3 separate regions of the Gossypium arboreum genome follow, and all the other regions are linked to region 2. A link is a contact called in public Hi-C data. All regions are on one chromosome and are shown on one strand. Each heading gives the region's core, a stretch centred on a gene start, on an enhancer-like site or on the middle of the called end of the contact. The rest is flanking DNA. Distances are from core to core; before and after follow the strand shown. Region 1 has its middle 33 kb from the start of LOC108470425. Region 2 holds the start of LOC108474052. Region 3 holds the start of LOC108473377 (thioredoxin H-type).

Region 1 (3,577 bases), core at 503-3,002, 160 kb after region 2:
AACATAAAATTATACATATTTTAAATTTAAATTTGAATATTTAATACTTAATAAATTTATAACATATCATTTCATTAATTATCACGAATAAAGAAATGTCACCTAACACGATTTCATTGATTGAGTGTGCTACTTATTTTCTTTAATACTGTTAATTTTTTTACTAAAATTTATATATAACAAAAGAATAATAAGTATTAAAATGAAATAGAAAAACTAAGGAGCATGGTAGTAAAAGCAATTTAAATCGGGAGGCCGAATGATCACATGAACTTTTAGGACAGACAATTCAGTAGCAAAACAAAACCATCCATAAACAAATCACAAATGCAAATTCTTTGGTAAGTACATGAAATAAGAAAAAAATTTAATTTAATTTTGTATGTTACATTTCATTTTGATGTATGCTAAAGGTATAAAGTTTAGACGATAAAACAAAAAAAAAAAACTCTTTGCTAAATTGACACACTCAAAATATTATATCATATTATAAGACATTCATATTTACTAATATATTAATAAATACCAAAACAAATGCATTGGTTTGTTACATTCTAAAATATATTTTATCCTTTTAAAAGAAATAATATAACTATTTACTTTTTAAATAAATACTTTTATATATAACCATACTAAACTATCAACCATCTTATGTTAATTTAAATAAAAATTATCATATATCTCACCCTTTTCAAATACCAATGAAAACTAGCACTATATTTTAATTAAATTTACTAAATTAATCATTTATTTGTCCTTTCCATTTTATTTATACAAAAGTTATTTTAGCTCTTAATTTAATTTTAAATCTTTTCAGTTCTTAAATTTGCATTGTTTGATAAATCATCCCCAAAATGGATGGAAAATTAACGTTTGTTAACTTTCTTGACATGTCATACACGTGAATTATTATGTGGATGCCACGTCTATAATTAATTAATTTTTAAAAATTAAAAATATATTTCTTTTAAAAGTTAAAATTATTTAAAAGTATAAAAATTATAAACAAAGTTTTTAAAATTTTTAAAATAATTAATTGTGTATTCCATGTCAGCAAAATTAACAAATATTAATTTTTTATTTATTTTAGAGTAATTTGACAAATAATATAAATTGAAAGACTGAAAAGATAAAAAAATTAAATACAAAGTTAAAGTGATTTTTTTATAAAGTTAGAGGAAAAATAAATTATTATGCCATTTATTTATACTGAAACTTTTAGAGGAAAAGTAATGGCACCCGCATGAAGAGGACAAAGGCGATGAAAAATGTATTATAGGAGAATGACTCATTTTGATATGAAATGGTAATAAATTCTCCAAAACATAGCATGTGAGGTGAGATAATATGCCTTTTGCTTGACGATTGAAATTCGTAGTGGTTGAAATATGATGGAGCTTGGACAGCCCATTCCCTGTTTCAACTCAAAATCCCTCAAGTGCAATCCAGATAATCTCATCATTTCTCCATGTGATGTGACTCAAATCCCATTTCTTCAAGCTCTGTCTTTCCCAGTTGCTTCATGGCCTTCATGTGTGAGGGGCAAAACCTTTTTTCATATTTGGCATAAGCCTGGTGAAAATTTTAGTTAGTGTTGCTTCGGCCCACAGATGAAAAGCATGGGCTTTTATCATCAATTGAAATCACAGGATTCAAACAAAGATTTGGTGGATAAAAGAAATTGGTAGCATTCAGATGAGAGAAATGACATGAGAGCTGAAATTTTGAAATATCCCATCCTGATGTCTTTTTCATGCATTAATGGGCCCCTTCATTCTTCAACATGTATTTCATTTCTGTTCACATTACTACAAACATGTATATCTTTATTTGAATGAGAAAGAGTCTGAAGTTTGAATATTTTAAGTAAACTTAAATTTCAATATGAATTTTAAAATTAAATATATTTAAATTCTTGGATTTAAAATTTTATTTGAGTGATAAATTATTTTAAATTTATTGTTTGAATAATTATATTTAGATTTGAATAATTAGTCAACTCTCTTTTTAATCCTTGCACACTAGTACTAAAATTATTATCTGTATTTTAAATTTTGTGATTCAGAGTTAAGTTCCACCCTATTAATTTAATTTGGTATTTAAGTTTTTTCATCTAATTTGATATTTGAATTTTACATTTTTTTTCTTAATTTGACACCTAATGTAGCACCCTCAACCCGACCTAATTTACCGGGTTCGGATCTTGGGTGTTACTACACATAATGCTTAACGAAATTCGAAATAGTAGACAAACACTCTTTACTTAAAACATTTTTCTTATCATTTCTTTTAAAGATTTAATTTCAAAGAAGAAAAAGAAAGTATTTAAAAATTAAATTATTGCATCACACTTGGTACAACACTTTACTACATTGCAACACATAAATTTACTAAAAATACTCTTAGGGGGTAACCTTACAATACACCACTTTTCCACTATATGAATAATAACCCATCTTGGCATACTCCTAGCATAGTCTCTCATGGCACATTCTCTTACCACATCACCTGAAACAATAACAAGCATTATAAGCTCAAGAGAACTTAATGAGAGTTAATACAAAATACCTTGGTGAATTCTTTAATCATATTTGAGAAACTTCTGTACGCCAAATACCTTTTTTACCACTTACTTTTGTTTGGGCAGATGCTATCGCAGTTTCAGGCTGACACTTAAATGCCAACTACTATACTCTTAATCGTACTATTTCTCTCTGAAGTATCAAACTAACTTAAGATCCTTCCAGATACAGATATTACACTAATCTCTTTTTTTTCTTAGAACCCCAAGGGGTCTTTTTAAATAATAACTCTTCAAAGCCCAATACAGACATACCATCTCTTCATACATATACTGATTTCAAAATTTGTTGATCACAGATATTGTTCACTTGTTGATACATACACATTTGGTGGATACTCACGCAGATTTAAATACTATCAGTTTGCTAGTCAAATCTTATTCTCGTTTGATACCCTACAAGATCAACCGATAATGAATTATGTAGATAATCCAAATAAATTCTACACAATTTTATTTTAGAACCCCAAATACTCAAAGATACGATAACTCAGATTTCACAAGATTTTAAAAGAATACATTATATTGTTCAAATATAGTGGATACCAAATAGCCTAGATTTGACCCTACAGGGTATAGACAAATTTAGACTAATGGATACTTATCTCATTCATAACTACAAACACGCCCAAATTTTAAACTAATAAATTATCATGGCGGATACCCTTTATGAACATACAAATACATTCTTTTTTTTTCAAGAAATTCCTTTACGAATTATTCAATTACATCACAGATCTTATTCAACTATCTTAATTCCAGATGTATCATAACCCTTATCAAAGCAGTTTAGAGCAATAAGAATTTATCCAGAACTTACCCTAAGAGTAGATAATCATATTCTACTAGACAAACTTAACAAAGTACGCCACAAGGACTAAACATAATAAGCCACACTAGGGCATCATACAAAATCATGTGTTTATTGTCCCAATAGACTTTCACAGAAGGTGCTATGGGTTTCTCCCTTATGAACTTACACATAAGTTCATGTAT
Region 2 (3,916 bases), core at 1,108-3,607:
ATCATCAGGTTCAGTTCATGCTTCATTAAATCCTTGGGTCTATGCTGTGATCTAGCCATGAAGGGTTTTTTTTTTTTTTTTTTACCTGTTTGTTTTCCTGCAATTAGTTTCATCTGCCCAGCCAACATTCCTTGAATTGCACCCAGGAAACTTAAGAATATTCTTGGTACGGTTTTCCCTAATATAGTAAAATTTACTCGACATGTTGGGTACTGAAAGACTGATAAACTAAGATTTTCGATTATTCAATAATGGTTATATCATCCTCTGATCTCATCTTTGTGTGTTAATTCGAAGGGGTATTTTTTTCCCCCAAGCGTCCACTGTAAGCAAACACAGTGTTCCATCACATCTATTTTTTCCCCCCCAGAAAAGACATTTAAAAGAATTGAAGCCTTAAACAAAATTTAGTTACTGAAAATCCTCTCTTTTTCCCATTGCCTGACTGAGGTATGTTTTTATTCTTTTTAACACGGATGGCAGTTTGGGTGATGGGATGTAAAATTATAATGTTATTTTAGCTGTTGAGTTGTCGAGCATTTGAGACTGTTTCCCCATTACTCAATGCTCCTAAAAACCTTCACTTTTTGTCGGATTTGTCATGTGATGACTGCCACTTTTGCATGAAACTCAGGTGGATTCTCCATCAACTTTCATTTTGTTCCCCGGAATTTATAACTATCACTTAAAATGGGAAGGGGGAATCACTAAATTCTCCCCAGTTTTATTTATTTATGCTCATATTTTATCCATCGGACTATGTACTGCAATTGCCACCAGGATCCCCCACTTTCATTTTCTATTATAAATCTTAATTATTATCCTACGCCAATCTCCTGGTATGGATAAAATAATAAAGCAAAAGAAGTAAAGATAAGTGAAAAAGCTTTGGCAGTTTGCAGTTTGGAGTTATCTGAAAGAAAAAGAAATCAAAGATTACGCAAATAAAAAGGATTTTTGGTTGAAATGCAAAACCCAGAGAATGGCCAAAAAACTCATTTAAGGCTACTGGGATTCTATTCTGGCATTAAGAGATGGTGAGGGTGCGTGGGGGGGGGGTGGATATGTCGATATCTGCTGCGTACGTTGTGGCCACTGACCAGTGGGCATCTGCAGCAATAATATTAAGTTTAATTTCGAGTTGTGGGCATAAATTAATGTGGTCCCAAAACAGGCTTTTGCTGAATTTCTGTTAGTATCTCAGCTAAACGCTGTTGAGCCTGTGAAAGAATTCATGGTGGATCTTATGTCTGCAATGAAAGGGTTAAGTTTCAGGTCTTTTAGGACCTTTCTGAAACTTAATTACTGCAACAAAGTGGATTTATAGGAACATTTGTGGTTTAGGGTCCCCAATTTATATTTATTTATTTTGTCTCTTAAGACAACTTTAAAGCTTAAAAAAGAGTGCCACCTAAATCTGCATCCGGGTCTTTGAAACGACAGACATTTTAAATAGCATTATGTTGCTTCTTCTCTGGACCAAAAGTCTAAACACCTTTTATCTCCACCCCATGCTTCTGTCTTTGCTCCTTCATCTTCCAACATATCTAAACTCAAAAAAATGGGTCCAAAATTTCTTCGGGTCCATCTACAACTAAGCTTATTGGATATATGCCTCCATCTTAAAACCCCTCTGATCAAAAAGAAAATATTCATTAATATAATATAATGATTCAATCATAAAGCAAAAGATCCAATGTTCATACCATGTCACATCCAAGTCATTCACCAAGAAATCAGATAAAGAGGGCCAATGCTAGCCAATTTATATATTTTTTAAAAGGTTAATGCTTGGAAATGCTGTTTTAAAACTAAACAAATCTTGCAGTAAATGCACACCTGCGTCGCACTAGAAACCTGGGAACAGAATGCAATTTGTTTCAAGTATAACTAATTATATTTTCAAAGGTTTTAATGTGGTTTATTGTTCTGGAGTGCAGTAAATGCAAATCTTTTGTTGATAGTTCTGGATTTAAGGACTATATACATCCACCATGATTTATATAGTAACATCTTATTTACAAATTCTTTCAGAAGGAACACAATTATTTTCTAACAGGTATTTAGGGATGAAATCAAAAAAAAAATTTGTGTTGAGTAGTCAAGATTTTGAAAGCCTAAAGTTAGTTATTATTTTGGTGTGTTATGATGTTACACTAAATTATTAATTTTAGGGTTTAGGGGTTTAAATTGAATTATTATATTTAAAAGTATTTTAATAAAATGAAGAGAAGCTAGAGGTGACATCGTTTAATGTTTTAAACCAGGCCGGGCCTGGACTTGAAACCTTTTTTGTTCAAGATCCAGATTGGGTTTTAAAATCTGGATCCAAATGAAAGGTTAGATGGGCTTAAAAGCAAGATTGGTATGATAGTAATTTCACAAGCGCGTGAGACCCTTCCCCCAGGGACGTCGCGTTTGCGAAAGCTTTCGTTTCTGATCCGTCCGTTTCTCAGACTGACGAAAGACTACTGAAAGGAGCTTTAGAGACCTCCCTCTCCAAACACGCACAAAAAATCAAACCTCATTTCCATGGCGGATCCCTAAATTCAACAATCCAAACAAAAAAAATGAACCGTTAACCGTTAAATCTTTATTATTTTCCTTTTTTTTTGAAAATTTCTATTTTCATTTTTCATTTTTGTAAATCCAACCACTGCATTTCGTTATATATATATATATATATTCAAATTCCATGTCAGCTCTGCCTGCTTCAGTTTCTTCTTCTTCCTCTTGGATCCCTGAAGACGATCTCTTATTAAAGAACGCCATTGAGGTAACCTCTTTTCTTCTTCCTTTTACTAATTTTCCTCATAATGTAATTTCCTATTTTACACTCTCTAAACGAATCTTTTGCATTTCTTGACCTAAAAGTCTAAAACGAGAAAAGATAAAACCCCTGAGGTTAGTGGAAATTGATGATTAATTTAAATTTTGGTAATTACAGTCCGGTGCTTCATTGGAAGCACTAGCAAAAGGTGCGGTTCGATTTTCACGGAAGTTTACTGTTAAAGAATTACAAGATCGATGGCGTGCTTTGCTTTATGATCCTGTTATTTCCGATCAAGCGGCGGCTCGTATGATTGAGGTTGAATTATCTGCTTCTAATTTATCTTCTAAATCAAGTAAATGTGATAACTCTGTTGAAATTGGAGGTGCTAAAAGAAAATTCGAAAGCGTTAGAAGATCGTATTATGCTATGAGGAAGAGGGCCTGTAATTACCATGTGACGAACTCGAGTGGTGTTAGTTTTCTTGGATCACCAAATGGGAATGATTGCATGCAAAATAGAGGTGGCTATGATGAGCTCGTAGAACCTCGAGAAGATTGTGTTCAAAACCAATTTGGATTCTGTGATTTAGGGATAGGTTGTGTAGATAAACGATCACAAGACAATGACCTGAAAGTAACTTTGAAGGAGGATTGCTTTAGTGAAAAAGTTGAGAACCTTGAACAGAATAATGTGTCTAGCGGGTCTCCTCATGTCATTTTTGAGGCTTCAGTTAAATTTGGGCATCCATCTGGTGTTGAGGAAATCAAGCCTTTCTCAGTGGGATGTTCATCGCCACAACCAGATATGCCGCTGTGGAAAACAATGGAAGATGTTCCAGCAGCTGTAATGCCAGTAAATGATGGCCCTCTAGATAAAGGCCAGGACGTAGAAGGTGAAATTGTGCATCCTGAAGATGTGGATGGTAAGAAAATGTGTGCATCTGAATATGCTATTGTTCCTTCAGATATGATGTTAAAAGATGGCTATGAAATTAATAATTCAGTTGTTATCTCAGGTGGTGATTTAGCTGAAACAGATGCTTTATTAAACTTTGATGGTGATGCTATTGATAAATCTTGCTATGAGAGTGTGAATTCACTTTTGCTAAATTCTCCTAATGATGTTCATGAAGATGATACATCA
Region 3 (3,931 bases), core at 663-3,162, 220 kb before region 2:
AGTGGGGGGAAATCGAACCCCTATCAGGTTCATGTTGGGAGCGGTTCCTAGTATGGCCATTGTTTTATGTGCAGTTCCTGAATCCAAAAGTCTTCTTTTTCAGTTGTAATTTAATGTTATCCTTAAACCATGTTTCCCAGTTCCCACACCACCAAACAGGCAGCAATGGTGACATTTGACCGCTGTAGAACCCAGTATCCCGATCTCAATCTTCTTGTCGCCAAGGAGGTAAATAAATTGGCAAAGCTGTACAACCCAATAAAGTCCAAATGAAGTTTCACATATGATCAAACTTTCATCTAAACCTAAGCTTCTAATTAATCAAAGCTAACTGTGTGATCATTTACTTTTTTATCAGATGGCTTGAGGAGATTGACAACATATAGACAAATTATCTACTGATAAATCCCCCCAAGTATCAAATAAACCATGGTCAGCCCCATGAAGATTGAAAATAGTTATCAGCAACAAAAACAGATCAAATGAGTTTCTGAATAGGTACCCTTGAAGTAACATACAATTCAAGGGCAATGAAAATGCTCAAAATCACATCAACCATGAAAACAAGCAAGCTTTATATGATTATGTATCATATAGTAGTTGAGGAAATAAAAGTACCTCAATATAAAGGAATAAACTTAGGGTTTAACATAGAGATGTTTAGCTAGGTACCAGCAAATCAAATACGAGGTACATGATAAAAAGTTCCTCAAAAACATGATAAGGTAGCACTAATAATTATCACCATCAAGCAGAAGTACTACTAGTAGCCATATGTTTTGTCACAGCCTGCTGAAGCTCCTCTTTCTTTGCACCAACCACTTTTTCAACAGCCTTTCCTTCCTTCAGGAACAAGAAAGTTGGCATAGCATCCACATCCCATTCAGCAGCAACCTCCTGAAAACAAAATGAAAAAAAAAAAACAATCAATTCGACAGACATTTTCGCTTCTTAGTTGCGGATTCTAACTCTGCATCTGCATTACCTTCAGTTCATCCACATCCACCTTAAGAAACATAACATTAGGAAACTTCTTGGCCAGTTCAGCCAGAAAGGGTGAAATAAAACGGCAGGGTCCACACCATGAAGCAGTGAAATCAACCACCACCTGCATTTACCATGTAAGTACAAATTCACATAACGTTTGTGAAGAAGCTAAAGTTATAAAAAAAGATGAAAAAGTTAATGGAGAAGAGTAAAAAACAAAGAACAAACATCAACGTCACCATTAAAATACGACATTGATTTGTCATCACCATCACCAGCTACTAACCTTAAATTTCATTAATGTCACTCACATGTATCATATTGCTCTGTTACTACAGCATACTGTCCTTCAGAACTTTTAATTGGAAAAGTGTTACAAAATCTATAACAAAATTTCCCTAGAAACAAACACATCAAAATTTCCTAGTTTTAACATGTGAAATTGACTAACTAATATTGTATTAACCGAGAATTTTTAAAATAAAATAAAAATAGAAGAAGAAGCTTCAGCATCAACAGAAAATGGCTTTAGTGTTTAAGAGGCTTCAACTTTACGGATCGTGGAATTTTTTGAATAGAAAAATCTAGATTTATACATATAAAACAACCAAATCATAAATATAATATTATATGAAGCAAACGACAACAGATCTGACACATTATCTGAAACATTAAAAATAATCATAAATCTAACACTAAATATATTGGGGGAAGGATTCATTAAAATAAAATTACCAGCTTTTTGGATTGGCCTCCCTTTTGAAGTTGCTCCTTCCATGAATCAAGGGTGTGGCAACTGATTACTTGACCTTCCTCTGCTGCCATTTTTGGTTAGATATTCAAAGCTCTGCTTTTTCTTTTTGCTTAAAAAAAAAATGTATTCTCTGCGGCTCTATTTACAAATAAATAAGCAAACTGAGGTTTTGATTTTGGCAATGGGCAATAGACCTAGATTTGGTTCTAATTACGATCTTGCCATTATTGTACGAGGAGGGTTGTACCCATACGGATATATATTCCCGTTCAACACGTTTGGTTTTATCTTCGAGATTTTTACGGTTACGTCTTTATACGCTTTAGTGTTTCAAGTTCAACCATTAGATTAGACAGAATTGTTGAGCTAGTCAATAATATTGATATAAAGTTTGCAAGCCCATTAAAAATCTATATTTATATTATTATTTAAAATTTAAATGATGAGATCAATATGTATAAAACTTCTAACTTCAGCACAATGCATTTTCTATTTATTGTATATTATTTTCAAATGCTTACTTATGTTTTAAATATATAATTTTTAGATACATACGTATATGCCTAATTGCCTACGATAGAATTTCTAGATTAAATCACTATGAAAAACTACATAAAAATATAATACAACACAAAGAGTAACATAAACACAGCCCCGTTATTAAAATATACACAAAACGAATTTTTAAGGTGTGAAAAATTATATACAAGTTTGCAATACCCTTAAAGCACGAAAATAACACAAACATGAACATAACACGAGAAATAACATGAATCCATGACACTAAAATATATGGAAAAGAAGCATGAACATAAGATGAGGTAAATGTTTGATACTAATTAAAACAAAAAAACATCATCACAAATAATATTAAATCCATATATAAATGGATCAAAATCTTAAATTTTAGAAATTTTAAGATATTTTGAATACATAAAAATATTACAACAATATATCAATGTTACAAGCCAATTTGTCTTAGGATTTGCAAATGGTCCGCTAAAAGAGATTGTCAGTATTGAAAATTAAAACTATACTTTGTAAATGAAATATTCCATCTTTATCGACTCCATCAATGTCACATACAAAAATTGACATATCCCTTCATTCTTTGCATTGGTTTCTGGTAAAAGCTACAAATAGATCAAGTTCTTGAAACAGTAAGTACCGAGAAGGAACCAACCAACAAGAAGGAATACAAGGAGGGCCAACAGAGACAGGTATGTTGTGCCACCAAACACTAGTCCAATACTGGATACGACAACAAATGGCAAGTAAGATCGCAAAACTGCTGTTTTGTTCACCCACCGACCATTGATGAAGATGAGAACAGCAAGGTTAACTACATTCCACCCACCCGAATGAAAGCCTAACCTGTTCAGGTTGTTTACTACAAATGAATGGCATGCAAGTGAAAAGGTTGTATGGCCGATGTTGGAACTCTTGAATGCCCTTTTCTAGTGCATCATCCCATGTTAATGCCTCTCTCAGATCGTCATGTTGGTATTCTTGATCTCCTTTCAGTGCTGATGAATGATATGAAATGCTGCATTCCTAGCAAAAAGCTCCAAAGTTTACACATAAATGAGGAAGAATTATTTTTCTTTAGTAGATATGCACTAATTCCCGTCGTGGGCGCTATTCTTTCTTATCAATACTCAAAATTTGTACTCTAAAATCTACCAAACCAATGTGCATCCATGAATTAGATTCGGTGACACAAACTATTTCCCGTCATTTACACAAGGCTTAGCTACCAATACTCAAAAATGTTTTGCCAAAATATCTACCAAGTGCATTCACAAATTACTAAAAAGCACAGGATATTGCATTTTGCAGGCTTTACAGTTCTTCCCTATAAAAGACCCGTGAAAAGTAAAGCACAATAACCCAATCAAATCCAAATTAGCAACAATTGGACTAATAAATCCTCCCTTTGAATTCTTAATCAAGTTGAAAAATGTCATCTCATCCTTTCCCCAGTTACAACTTACTTGGAAGTGAAATTTGAGAACAAGCGGAAATTGATGGAGCCAAAAAAAAAGAGAAGGTGGAAGATGAACGTATATAAATACCTTATCTTTGTTAATTTGGATATAGCGAGCTACTGCCCCGAAAGCGAAATCGTCAATAGAGACACAACTCGGACCTGCAAAGTCTAGAATAACTCCATCTTCTCTGCAAATGCCA

What was found. Hi-C and Micro-C count contacts between places; a contact is called where the count stands out from the background.
Region 1: a Hi-C map of leaf shows a contact between it and region 2, with 2.5 times the contacts expected there. The contact joins the enhancer-like site here to the promoter of LOC108474052 in region 2. A contact is called at or near these places in 2 of 5 Hi-C or Micro-C datasets (both in leaf).
Region 3: a Hi-C map of leaf shows a contact between it and region 2, with 4 times the contacts expected there. The contact joins the promoter of LOC108473377 here to the promoter of LOC108474052 in region 2. A contact is called at or near these places in 2 of 5 Hi-C or Micro-C datasets (both in leaf).

What each region holds. Positions count from the first base shown.
Region 1 is chr11:26,102,051-26,105,627 of ASM2569848v2, reverse strand. No RefSeq gene overlaps it. Among protein-coding and RNA genes, the nearest start is that of LOC108470425, 33 kb to the left of the region's middle. Within about 2 kb of position 1,752, at least 2 of the 2 cell types and tissues checked have an H3K27ac peak or open chromatin away from gene starts, as enhancers often do. A contact at or near this core is called in leaf, where this site is marked.
Region 2 is chr11:26,258,927-26,262,842 of ASM2569848v2, reverse strand. LOC108474052 reads left to right here and starts at 2,357. Exons shown (of 8, transcript XM_017775938.2): 1 at 2,357-2,776; 2 at 2,948-3,695; 3 at 3,789-3,916. The coding sequence starts at 2,696.
Region 3 is chr11:26,483,318-26,487,248 of ASM2569848v2, reverse strand. It overlaps LOC108473377 (thioredoxin H-type), which reads right to left and starts at 1,912. Exons shown (of 3, transcript XM_053021155.1): 1 at 1,723-1,912; 2 at 986-1,108; 3 at 559-897. The coding sequence starts at 1,812. The coding sequence ends at 748. LOC108473376 (protein RTE1-HOMOLOG) reads right to left here. Exons shown (of 4, transcript XM_053021154.1): 2 at 3,817-3,931; 3 at 3,150-3,295; 4 at 2,646-3,148. The coding sequence ends at 2,875. It overlaps LOC108473375 (beta-galactosidase 3-like), which reads left to right. Exons shown (of 19, transcript XM_017774895.2): 19 at 1-109.